Linked DNA regions of Mus musculus: regions 1 and 3 are each linked to region 2. Evidence: chromatin contacts called from public Hi-C and promoter capture Hi-C data. All regions are on one chromosome and are shown on one strand. The core of a region is the stretch at or near the end of the contact, and the rest is flanking DNA. Distances in the headings are between cores, read along the strand shown. Region 1 holds the start of Nnt (nicotinamide nucleotide transhydrogenase). Region 2 holds the start of Mrps30 (mitochondrial ribosomal protein S30). Region 3 holds the start of 4833420G17Rik (RIKEN cDNA 4833420G17 gene).

Region 1 (3,460 bases), core at 455-2,954, 1.0 Mb after region 2:
TCCTGAGGCCATTCCACAATATATTTCTGAAACAGTTTCCAGACTCTTCCTTTGAAAATAAAAACTTTGTATAGCCTCGTAGAAAACTGGCCCTATCTGTTTGCTTATACTAGAATAATCCAAAACTGTCCCTTCAATAAATTAAAAAAAAAAAAAAAAGAAAGAATGAAAATGGAGCTGGGGTGGTAGCTCATGATTGTAAATGCCAGCATCGGAGAGGTTAAGGCAGGAGGAGCAACTCAAGTTCAAAGCCAGCCTAGGCTACACATAGAAGTTCGTTCAAGCCAGCCAAGGCTACAGACCGAGATCTTCCTCGTCTCGAAATAAAAAAGTATAATAAGAATAATAAAGTAAGAAAGGAAAAATAACCAAGATTTGCCCAAAAAAGGGGGTTCAGTGGGCAAGCAAGCCCCATGCCTCCAAAGTTTTCTAAGGACTGCACACTACCGTAGGACAAATAAAGGGCACCTGCAAGCATAAACAAAGTCATGCTTTTAAAAGCTAGGCATACCAACAAGGACACAATACCCTATCCTGGCAGGCAGCGTGACCTCTCCCAAAGCCACTGCAGCCATGGCTCCTGTCACAGGTGCTGCCCCTCCCTCAGCAACTAAACTGCCACCCTCTGGCACGTGCAGCTGGACCGCTATTTATAACCTCCTGTGGAAGCCCATTGGCTCTGGCTACATAGTAGTTATTGTGCCTCTCAAGTTTGAACCAGCTCTGGCCAGAACTACACCCTGACCTCTAATAGAGCCCACCGTGACTTACCAATCCAAACCCCTTTTTCTCAGTATTCAGAAACTACCACCAGTCAGCCCGGACCTACAGTCACATCTTTTCCTATACACCTAACTGGACACCCCGCCTGAACACTCTCAAAGTTCAAGTACAACTTAGGAGCGCCCAGCTGTCATTCTTCTAGGTAAACCATTCATCGAAAGTCCTCTACGACCTCTCTTCCAGTCCCTCTAAGGGCCAAAATGACTACGTACAACTTTTGCAGCCCTTGCCCCCACCCCACCCCCACCCCAGGATCCAAGATCTGCACCTGCACAGCTGTCACTTGCTTACTTTGTCTTCTGCCGGGACTCCGTTCCCACCTCTACCCTCTCACTCCTTTCCATGTCACCCCAATAGAACGCACACACAAAAGGAGCCCCGAGGCATATACCGCATTCCTTCTCCGTCAGTCTCCTGCAGGAGCCTCTGCGCCCCACTTGCTAGACACAGCCGACCCCGCCCCCCTGCTGCTCTCTCTCGGGTCCCCTTCGCCGAGGGACCGGGGATCTGCGCTGGCTGCCCGCCTTTTCCAGCAGCCCCTAGGCGCTGCAGGGCTGGTTGGCTCACCTGGACCGGCAGGCGGGACAGATGGCGACCCCGGGCTGCGAGCAAACGCCACGCCGAGCTAGCAGACCCGGGGTTGGCCCGCGGCGTTGTGCCTCCAACCCGGAAGAACAGCCCCAACTTTGAGGCGGCGGCGGCGACCACGTGACACAGGGCTGCCTAGACCCGGACCCGCGCCCCCTTTCGGCACCCCTTCTCCCCCTCCCCGAGCCTCCTGCCAAACCCGCTTGGCCCGATCGCCAGTCTGCAAAGGAGAAAAAGACTCCACCAGATGCACGCTTACAGCGCAGCAGCTGGTCCCCTCCGGGTGGCCGCTGAAGCCCCTTTGTCTCTGCCAGGGCCCCAGGCCCGCAGCCCCGCCCCCTTGCTCTTGCTCAATCGGCCTCTGTCAATCAAACCCGATGCCAAGCACTGCAACTCAAGTTTTTAGGAATTCGTACCTCTTCTTTCCCCCCAGGAGACTAAGTTACAAAGTGTGATTTCCTCACCGGTCTCCCAGCAGAGCAAATAAACGGATACTATAACTCCACTCTTGGGCCGGACTTTTCCTCTAACTCTCTAGGAAAAAAAAAAAAAAAAAATCCGAACTTCTGTAACTGGAGAAGACTTAGGCGGGAGGAAGCCGAGGGCGGGAATGGGGGCGTTGTTTTTCCATTCTGGACGGGGGTGGGGTTAAATTCCTCACAAACGAAGTCAAGGCCTGAAAATGAACACACACATGTGCATATTTGGCTTCAACAGCGAGGCCAGCCAAGAGGAAACCCTGCGCTACTATTAACATAGGCAGTGTCTAGAATGTAATTGTAGTTGACGTCCCTGTTAAGGTTCCTGATTAAGGAAATCAAAACATAACGACCTAGTTATTGGTTAGTGATTAGATTCTGTTACTTGCTCTGCAGGTACACTGATTAAACTTACCCAGCGCTGAGTCTAAAGGAAACGTCAGTGTAAGATTGTTTGTTTGCTTGCTTGCTTGCTTTTAATTTTTTTTTTAAGATTTATTTATTTATTATATGTAAGTACACTGTAGCTGTCTTCAGACACTCCAGAAGAGGGCGTCAGATCTTGTTACAGATGGTTGTGAGCCACCATGTGGTTGCTGGGATTTGAACTCCTGACCTTCGGGAGAGCAGTCGGGTGCTCTTACCCACTGAGCCATCTCACCAGCCCCTTGCTTTTAATTTAACTGAAATATTTTAACAGGCAGAAGAAAAAAAAAAAAAACAGACATTCAGTATCTTTTAAAAATAAGTGAACCACAGAGAACCCCTTATTTAGAGAATGCCTTGTGTTTTATACAGCAGAAAGGGTCATTGGGCTACTGGACTCCGCACAGCAATCTGGAGTAAACTCTTCCGGTGGCAGAAGAACTGGAAGGCAGGAAAGGACTCGGCCCGGTGTTTTAAAATAATAATCGTAAGTCAACAGATAGTAATACTGCAGGTACAATGAGGCAAGTCCTTAACCATTTTAAACTCTTTTGTGCTGCGGACTGTGTGGTAAGTAGTTCGGAGTTCACGTGCAAGGCTTTTCTACAATCAGCAAGTCTAGCCTTGAAGGGCATCTGCCTTCATACTCTATGTTTTCCAATGCTTTCTTTCTTAGTGTTGTTTTTGTTACTCCCCCTCCCCTCATTTTGAGTAGCATTCCCCTGTCCTGCTCCTTCCTCTGCCTCCTACCTCTCTAATGGAACTGTTCCACAATCATTTTTACACAGTGTTCTACCATCCCTCCTTCCTTAAGGGAACTCTCCACCCCACTGGCCCTTTTCTGGTTTCCTGACGTACTCCAAATACACAAAACTAATGAACTGAAGTTACCTTGCTCTTTATAATATTTCCAGTTTCACCCATTTAGCTGCAAGTTTCATAATTTCATTTTCCTTAATAGCTGGATAAAATGACATTCTGTACATATACCACATTTTCATTATCCATTCATTAGTCGATGTACATCTGGACTGATTCTGCTTTCTAGCTATTGTGTATAGATCAGCAGTGAACATGGATGTACAAGTGAGTGTCCCTGTAGGAGAATATAGATTCCTTGGTGTCTTAGCCAGTGTTCTGTTGCTGTGAACGGACGCCATGACCACGGCAACATTTATAAGAAA
Region 2 (3,296 bases), core at 567-3,066:
GTAGTCATAAACATGTGATGAGCAGCATGTCTAAGATATATACATATTAAAACTGAGAATCTAAGAATCTGAGTTTCATGCTTTATCCATTATGTCTCAAATACAGTACACGAAAACTTCATTTTGCTCCCCACTGTAATTGACACGATTATTTAGTTAAAACTAAAGATGCTAAAATGAACAGCAACCACTCACCGGAATAAGATGAGAACTGATCAGTATTCCGTTTACTACCAGTCTAAAAGGTACATACAATTCTCATCACTGCCATTTTGTACAAGATGAACTTAATTTCATCTGAACAAGGTTAAGTTTTCTAAGCCACCAATGGAAAGTAGTCAAAAGTTCCTCTACCTTCCTAACACACTACTTTTCTTGTACACACAAGGAAGGGAAGTAATACAGACACTATAAGATTCAGTTTAGAACACATCTACAGCCATGATAGAATTAATTCAATAATTACTAAGACACCTTCTGGGTTATAGACATAAACGGATTACAAACACATTATCAGCTGGGGTGTAACTCAAAGACAGAGAGTATTCTAGTCCCTGAGTTCAACCTTCTGTACTACCACCCCATCAAAACCAAACAAAAACATACATTCTTTTTCACGTCCACACTGAACGAAAATTTCTGTTTACTGGGACCAAATCTTGACCCCTCAACCTACCAGATGTTGGGCCTGAAGGCAGCAACACTTACCGTGTGTCTTTTTCACTCTTCATTTATAAAATGAATCCATGATATGTACTCTGTTATTATGAGGATTAAGTAGGTGGCATTTAGAACATTTGGGAAAGGGATCGACACACAGTAGTAAATGCTAAGAAAATGTTAGTAACGCTGATAATATCTTATTTACCTTTCGACATTCTAGGGCCAAACAGTATTACAGTAATTCTCATCTTGATATTAAGGCAAAGTAAGAGAGGTTGATGTTTTACCCATGGTCACCCAGCTTTCGTGTGAAGCAGTCAAAAGACAACCGTCTCTTAGAAACTTTTGGCTGCTCAGACACAAAACCTGATCAAAGCATGGAAACGTGATGAGCTTCGGGTGAGACTAAACTTTAACAAGTAGTCCTTAGGAGGGCAGGCCGCCTGAAACTTGGTCCGTAAGTCCTAACTCAGTGAGTGCTACTGAACCTGCAGGAAAGCTTGGCCGACGGCGTCCCCACTTCCCCCGTTCAGGGTGGGAGTTCCAAGCTCACCGAGAGCGGCAGTGCTCAGGACAGGGTTGAGTGGAGCGAGCAGGTTCACGAGCGTCCTCACTACCTGGTCCAGGATGGAGGAGGCGAGGGCCTGGCGACGATCGAAGAGGGAGCGGGGCCGGCGGCGCCGCACGTAGACCTGCTCCTGCAAGATGCAGTCGCACACGGCGGCGCGCAGGGCGGCGAGGTCGAGCGAGGGCGGCGGCGGCGACAGCGCCGGGGCGGGCGGCAGGCCCGAGACAAACACGGTCTTGGTGAAGCTCTGGTACCAGCGGTCGGCGTTCAAGGCGGAGATCTGCGGATGCACCACGTACTTCTTGAACTGCATCTTGGTGAGAATCCGTATCTTCTCGTCCACCGAGGGGGCCGCGTGCACCGTCGCCTGCCAGCGCTGCACCCGCCGCTGCCGCGCCGCTTTGCTGTCGGCGGTCATGGAAGCCACGATCGGCGGGTACCGCGCGACGGGCGTCGCCACGACCTCCAGGTCTCTCACCTCCGGGGCCGTAGCGGACGCCTTAGCAGCGGCATTCTGGGACAATCCCCGGCCGCGGGGCACCAGCTTCCAATACCTGGCCGCCGCCATTTTCGCCCGCCGCGACCCGGAACTTGAGGTCAACTGGCAGGAATTGTTCCTCTTCGCTTGCCGTAGGGACCAATCGCTTCTTGGAGGCGGGTGCTCTGAGTGTCTGTGGTGCGTTGTGTCATCCAGTTTGCAACCAATCAGTATGCTCCTTGAAGTTTGTTGTATTCTTTTTGAGTATTTGTCTGCGATAAAAATTCGCTTACCCCAGATATTTTCCCACCGGTTATGCTCTGAAGAATGAAACAATTAAAGTCCTTGCTCGTAGGATGTTTTAGGAACTCGCACTTTTTTTCACACGCAAACATTCAGAAATATCCTCCAGCCGGGCGGTGGTGGCGCACGCCTTTAATCCCAGCATTTGGGAGGCAGAGGCAGGTGTATTTCTGAGTTCGAGACCAGGCTGGTCTACAGAGTGAGTTCCAGGACAGCCAGGGCTATACAGAGAAACCCTGTCTCCAAAACAAAACAAAACAAACAAACAAACAAAGAAATATCTTCCAAAGAGAAACTTAAAATCCATACAGTTCTGACGTCATTTGTGTACCTCATATAGTCTGTTACCCTCCATCACCTTTAGAACTAGAATTTTATGAAATACAACATGTCTTTACTTATTCTTGCTAATTATAAAAATTATATCAGCATCACTTACCTGTGAACGCGACTAAACTTTAGGAAAACTATTTCATACATTCTTCAGTGCTAATGAGGTAATATAATTTATTTTGAAACGGGGAAATGTGTTTTTAGTTGAATATACAAGACGTCGGGGAATACATGAAATAAATCATACTAAGCAATTTGTTTGAATTTTGCTGTGTATTAAACTCTTTACTAGTTTGAAATGAACTGATTCTTTACAATAAACTTAATAAAGAAGCTATTACTTTATTTTTCAGCCTAATATGATTCAAATCTTTTCAGTTGCATGCAAGGAAGCAGACATAAAGCCAAAAGCTACCCACTGTCTTAGGGGCAGAGGTGGTACTAGGTCCCAGGTTGTCTGCTACTCAAGCTGTTTCATTTAATGGATATTTATGAGTGCGCCCTATGTGTTACGGTGCTAAATGTCTTCTTACTTAGTGAGCCAAAGAGACCTTGCATTCTTTTTGTTTTGTTTTGTTTTGTTTGTTTTTCGAGACAGGGTTTCTCTGTATAGCCCTGGCTATCCTGGAATTCACTCTGTAGACCAGGCTGGCCTCGAACTCAGAAATACACCTGCCTCTGCCTCCCAAGGGCTGGGATTAAAGGCGTGCACCACCACGCCCGGCTGAGACCTTGCATTCTTAACAGGAAGGAAAATCGTAATCATAATACATAACTTTATGATTTATTATAAACTCATAGGTGCCATGGAAAAAATAAAGTGGGTAAAGAAAAATATCAGTGTGCTCTAGTGTGTGGGTAGATGTTTGCCATGTAAAAAGCCTGACCAGAGGACTATTTTTTTGTAAAGATATCATTTGAGAAATGAGTCATGAAAATACTGGAGAGGGA
Region 3 (3,391 bases), core at 577-3,076, 1.1 Mb after region 2:
TTCACCAAATGAATTTAGAAGATTTAAATCTAGCTCAAACTTTTCCTAAATTTATTTTTTTATAACCTCTTCCGCCTTTCCTAAACCAGGAAATTGGGTTGTTTTAGAGTCTTTTCTCCGAAGTCCCAGGTCCAGTAATTCCCAAGAATATAATTAACTCTCCTGCTGGAACTGCTGTCTTCTTAGTATTGAGAACCTACATTCTAGGGGTTCTCTCCTGTTTACCCTTTGCTGCCCACAATCCATTCCCCATCAGCAATCCCAGTAATCTTTCAAAACATGAAATCCCGTGTAGCAGAAATTCCATTCGGGTTCTCAAACATTAGATGGGGAAAGGGTGGGGGTAGAAAACAGCTACACAATGTACAGTACATACTGTCACAGGTCATTAAGAAATAAGACTGTGGTTGGGCGGTGGTGGCGCATGCCTTTAGCCCCAGCACTCGGGAGGCAGAGGCAGGCGGATTTCTGAGTTCGAGGCCAGCCTGGTCTACAAAGTGAGTTCCAGGACAACCAGGGCTACACAGAGAAACCCTGTCTCAAAAAAAGAAAGAAAGAGAAAGAAAGGAAGGAAGGAAGGAAGGAAAAGAAAAGAAAAAAGAAAGGAAGGAAGGAAGACTGTTATCTGTCCAAGGATGTCTTTACTTAAGATCATTCTTTGTATCAGTATATTTTCAAGTGATGGCTAATTGAAGAGTTAGATCCTGTTTTCCCAATCCCTTACTGATAGCTTTGCTTAAAGCTCTTGCACTAAACAAATATTCCTAATAAAGCTTTTTTGTTAGTTTGTTTTTTAAGAAAAAGTTGCCTGGAGATTTTTAAATTTAGAATCAGCAAATTTCTTCGAGTCTGGCTCCATCCATAATGACCTGGCCATACTACCTCAGGCCTCCTTCCTCCCTGATCATGCTTCAACCCCTTAAAGAGACATCATCTTTCCCTTGGACTGCTTGGAGTTGTAACAGAGCCTTGACCTTTGCTTGTACTTAGCAAGTACCTATTTAAAACTCCAGATTTGGAGCTCTGGCCATATGGATAATGTCCTTGTGGAGAGATCTGCCCCCCCCCCCTTGCTCTGAGCTCACCCTCATACTGAGGGCAATAGGCAGCACAAAGAGGTCTGCTTTACTACCAAGAGTGTCTTGTGGACAGTCTATAATCTGGATGCAATACTATTTTTAGGCAGGGCAAAGCCAGGAAGATGGTGAAGCACATCTTTAATCCCAGCACTAGGGAGGTAGAGGCAGACAGATCTCTGAGTTCGAGGTCAGCTGGGTCTACAGAGCGAGTTCCAAGACAGCCAGGTTTACACAGACCCTGTTTCAAAAACAAACTAAACAAAACAAAACCCAAAAAAACTCAAACCTCAGATTTTAGTGGAAGTATTTTCTCAGACTCTATTCTCTCATAGATCGCTGTGTTTTTTAGTTTAGGAACACTCATAACTAATAGAATATTTTGTCCCCCCAGTCATTCTCCAATCCCCATCCTGACCCCAGTGAATTGGGCTAATCCGCAGCGTATTTTGCTGACGTCGTACGCATGTCTAATGGCAATAGATTAAGAATTAGAAGACATTTTCTGGCACCTCTTAAAACAAGTGGTCTTTGTCTTCGATTACTTTTAAAGAATTTTAAAGCTCCGCTAACACCTATCCTGTGACAGTGTCGCCTGGTAAAACTGGTCTATAACCCTAATCCCCACGGAAACTCGGCGCTTCCGTGCCGACACTGAGCACCCGATACGTGGAGACCAGAGTCCAACCCGGAAAACCGGTCTTTTCCGGAACTGCTCTTTGCAATGGAAGAGGCGGGACTTCCGGCTTCGCTTTTCCGGAGACCGCCCCTTCCTCTCGGTGCGGGAGGCTCCAACTGCTGCCTCGCTTTGTGTTTTGTTTGTTTGTGTTTTGTTTGTTTGTGTTTTGTTCCTCGCGTCGCCGATGCTGCCCCAGAGGACTGGACCGGTGTTTCAACCGAAACACTTCTTGTATCCGTGTTTTTCCGTAGATGTGATTATTTTTCTTCCTCAAGAAATGCTTCTCGGTAGTTAATACATTACGGAAGGAACCGTGGAGAAGCGCTACGCAAACAGCACAGTTCGTGCCACTTGAGCAAAATAGAGGTCGGTCGGAGGCCGAGGTTGCCCTCCCTTCCAGGTGCAGAACAACTTCGCAGCCCACAGCCGCCGGTGAGTGTTGCAAGTTTGGCGGTGGTCTTGCTGAGGGTGTTTTCCCGCCCCCTTCTCTTTCCCCGGGTTTGTTTTGAAAAAAAAAACGAGCCTTCAACATGCAGAGGAGGGTTTTCGGTTCGTTATCCCCCAGACCTAACGTGTTGAATGGTGAGAGTGCAAACGTGAATAAAACGATGCAAAGCACCAATTTGCTCTTAAAATACCAGGTAGAGCTATGCGTGTGTGCACATACGTCTCTTCGTCTGTAATCACGGTGTTTGCTTATTGGCGTTGCAAGGATTTAAACAAGTGACGTAAAGCAGTTACTGTGGTCTTACCTGTGGGAAGTTAACCCGTGACGGCAATATAGAGATGCACTGAAGACAGACGAAATGGGAGAAAGATAGTTGTAGTAAATAAGAGTTCAGCTTCCAACAAAAGGAGATAAAGGGCCAAATTCAAGCGAGATTTTAAAAAGCAATAGAAAGCTAGTTACAGGCAGAAAGCATCGTGATGACAGTGGTGTCATCAACGCATATCGTGAACTCAAGGGGAAGAATTTAAATATTTATTCTTTCTGTATTTGATGAAAGTTTATTTGTCCAACAGCTTTCTTTGCCTAGTACTATTTGAGGTCCCAGTGATACATTTGTAAATAAGACAGGAGAGATCTGTTTTGTCTGAGTTTCTATCCTGGTGGGAGGTACTGATAAAGTCTATGAGGACAAAAGATATGTTAGGATAGCAATTATGGATGGAGTAGTTTAGCTTAGGTGATAAAGTTGGGCCTTGGTGCAAGTGGTATTTGTGTTGAGATGTGAGTTCTGATGAAGAGTTTGTGATATGATAAGCAAGGAGACGACAAGCTAGACAGAGAGAGCAGGGCAAAGTTCCTGAGATGAGAAACACCTTCTTTCAAGAGCAATCTCTACAAAGCCAGTGTGATTAAAATGATCAGAACAAGGGAATTAGGAAGTGACATTTGGAGAAAGTGGTGGGCTAGCCTGTGTGGCCTCTGCAGGCTGTAGTGTAGGACTATTGATCTAATTCTGTGTGCAAATAACTAGGATTAATGGGCTCCAGCTAAAGAATGGATTTAGGGGATGCTGCAGAAATCTGCTTTTGGTGGGAGTGCTTTTGTTATAGTTTAATCAGATTCTGTTTCTCTATGGAACAAAGACATAGAAGTCTATGCTGCTACCGGTAGCCTGAATTGTGCGTA

The links. Promoter capture Hi-C pulls out the DNA fragments that hold promoters and counts their contacts. A called contact is a pair of places that touch in the nucleus more often than the background predicts.
Region 1: a promoter capture Hi-C map of pre-B cells shows a contact between it and region 2. The contact joins the promoter of Nnt here to the promoter of Mrps30 in region 2. A contact is called at or near these places in 21 of 39 promoter capture datasets (the 3T3-L1 cell line, 3T3-L1-derived adipocytes, the C10 cell line and 12 more), 4 of 484 Hi-C or Micro-C datasets (B cells, CD4 T cells, cortical neurons and 1 more), 20 of 115 datasets of contacts at active chromatin or transcription factors (the 230-238 cell line, astrocytes, craniofacial prominence and 12 more) and 5 of 9 other capture datasets (adipose tissue, embryonic stem cells, liver and 2 more).
Region 3: a Hi-C map of B cells shows a contact between it and region 2, with 13 read pairs. The contact joins the promoter of 4833420G17Rik here to the promoter of Mrps30 in region 2. A contact is called at or near these places in 11 of 39 promoter capture datasets (the 3T3-L1 cell line, the C10 cell line, embryonic stem cells and 6 more), 4 of 484 Hi-C or Micro-C datasets (B cells, cortical neurons, embryonic stem cells and 1 more), 11 of 115 datasets of contacts at active chromatin or transcription factors (astrocytes, effector CD8 T cells, embryonic stem cells and 5 more) and 3 of 9 other capture datasets (adipose tissue, liver and macrophages).

The regions. Positions count from the first base shown.
Region 1 is chr13:119,407,553-119,411,012 of GRCm38.p6, forward strand. It overlaps Nnt (nicotinamide nucleotide transhydrogenase), which reads right to left and starts at 1,705. Exons shown (of 17, transcript NM_001308506.1): 1 at 1,351-1,705.
Region 2 is chr13:118,385,436-118,388,731 of GRCm38.p6, forward strand. Mrps30 (mitochondrial ribosomal protein S30) reads right to left here and starts at 1,817. Exons shown (of 5, transcript NM_021556.3): 1 at 1,217-1,817. The coding sequence starts at 1,799.
Region 3 is chr13:119,460,933-119,464,323 of GRCm38.p6, forward strand. It overlaps 4833420G17Rik (RIKEN cDNA 4833420G17 gene), which reads left to right and starts at 1,827. Exons shown (of 13, transcript NM_001113550.1): 1 at 1,827-2,187.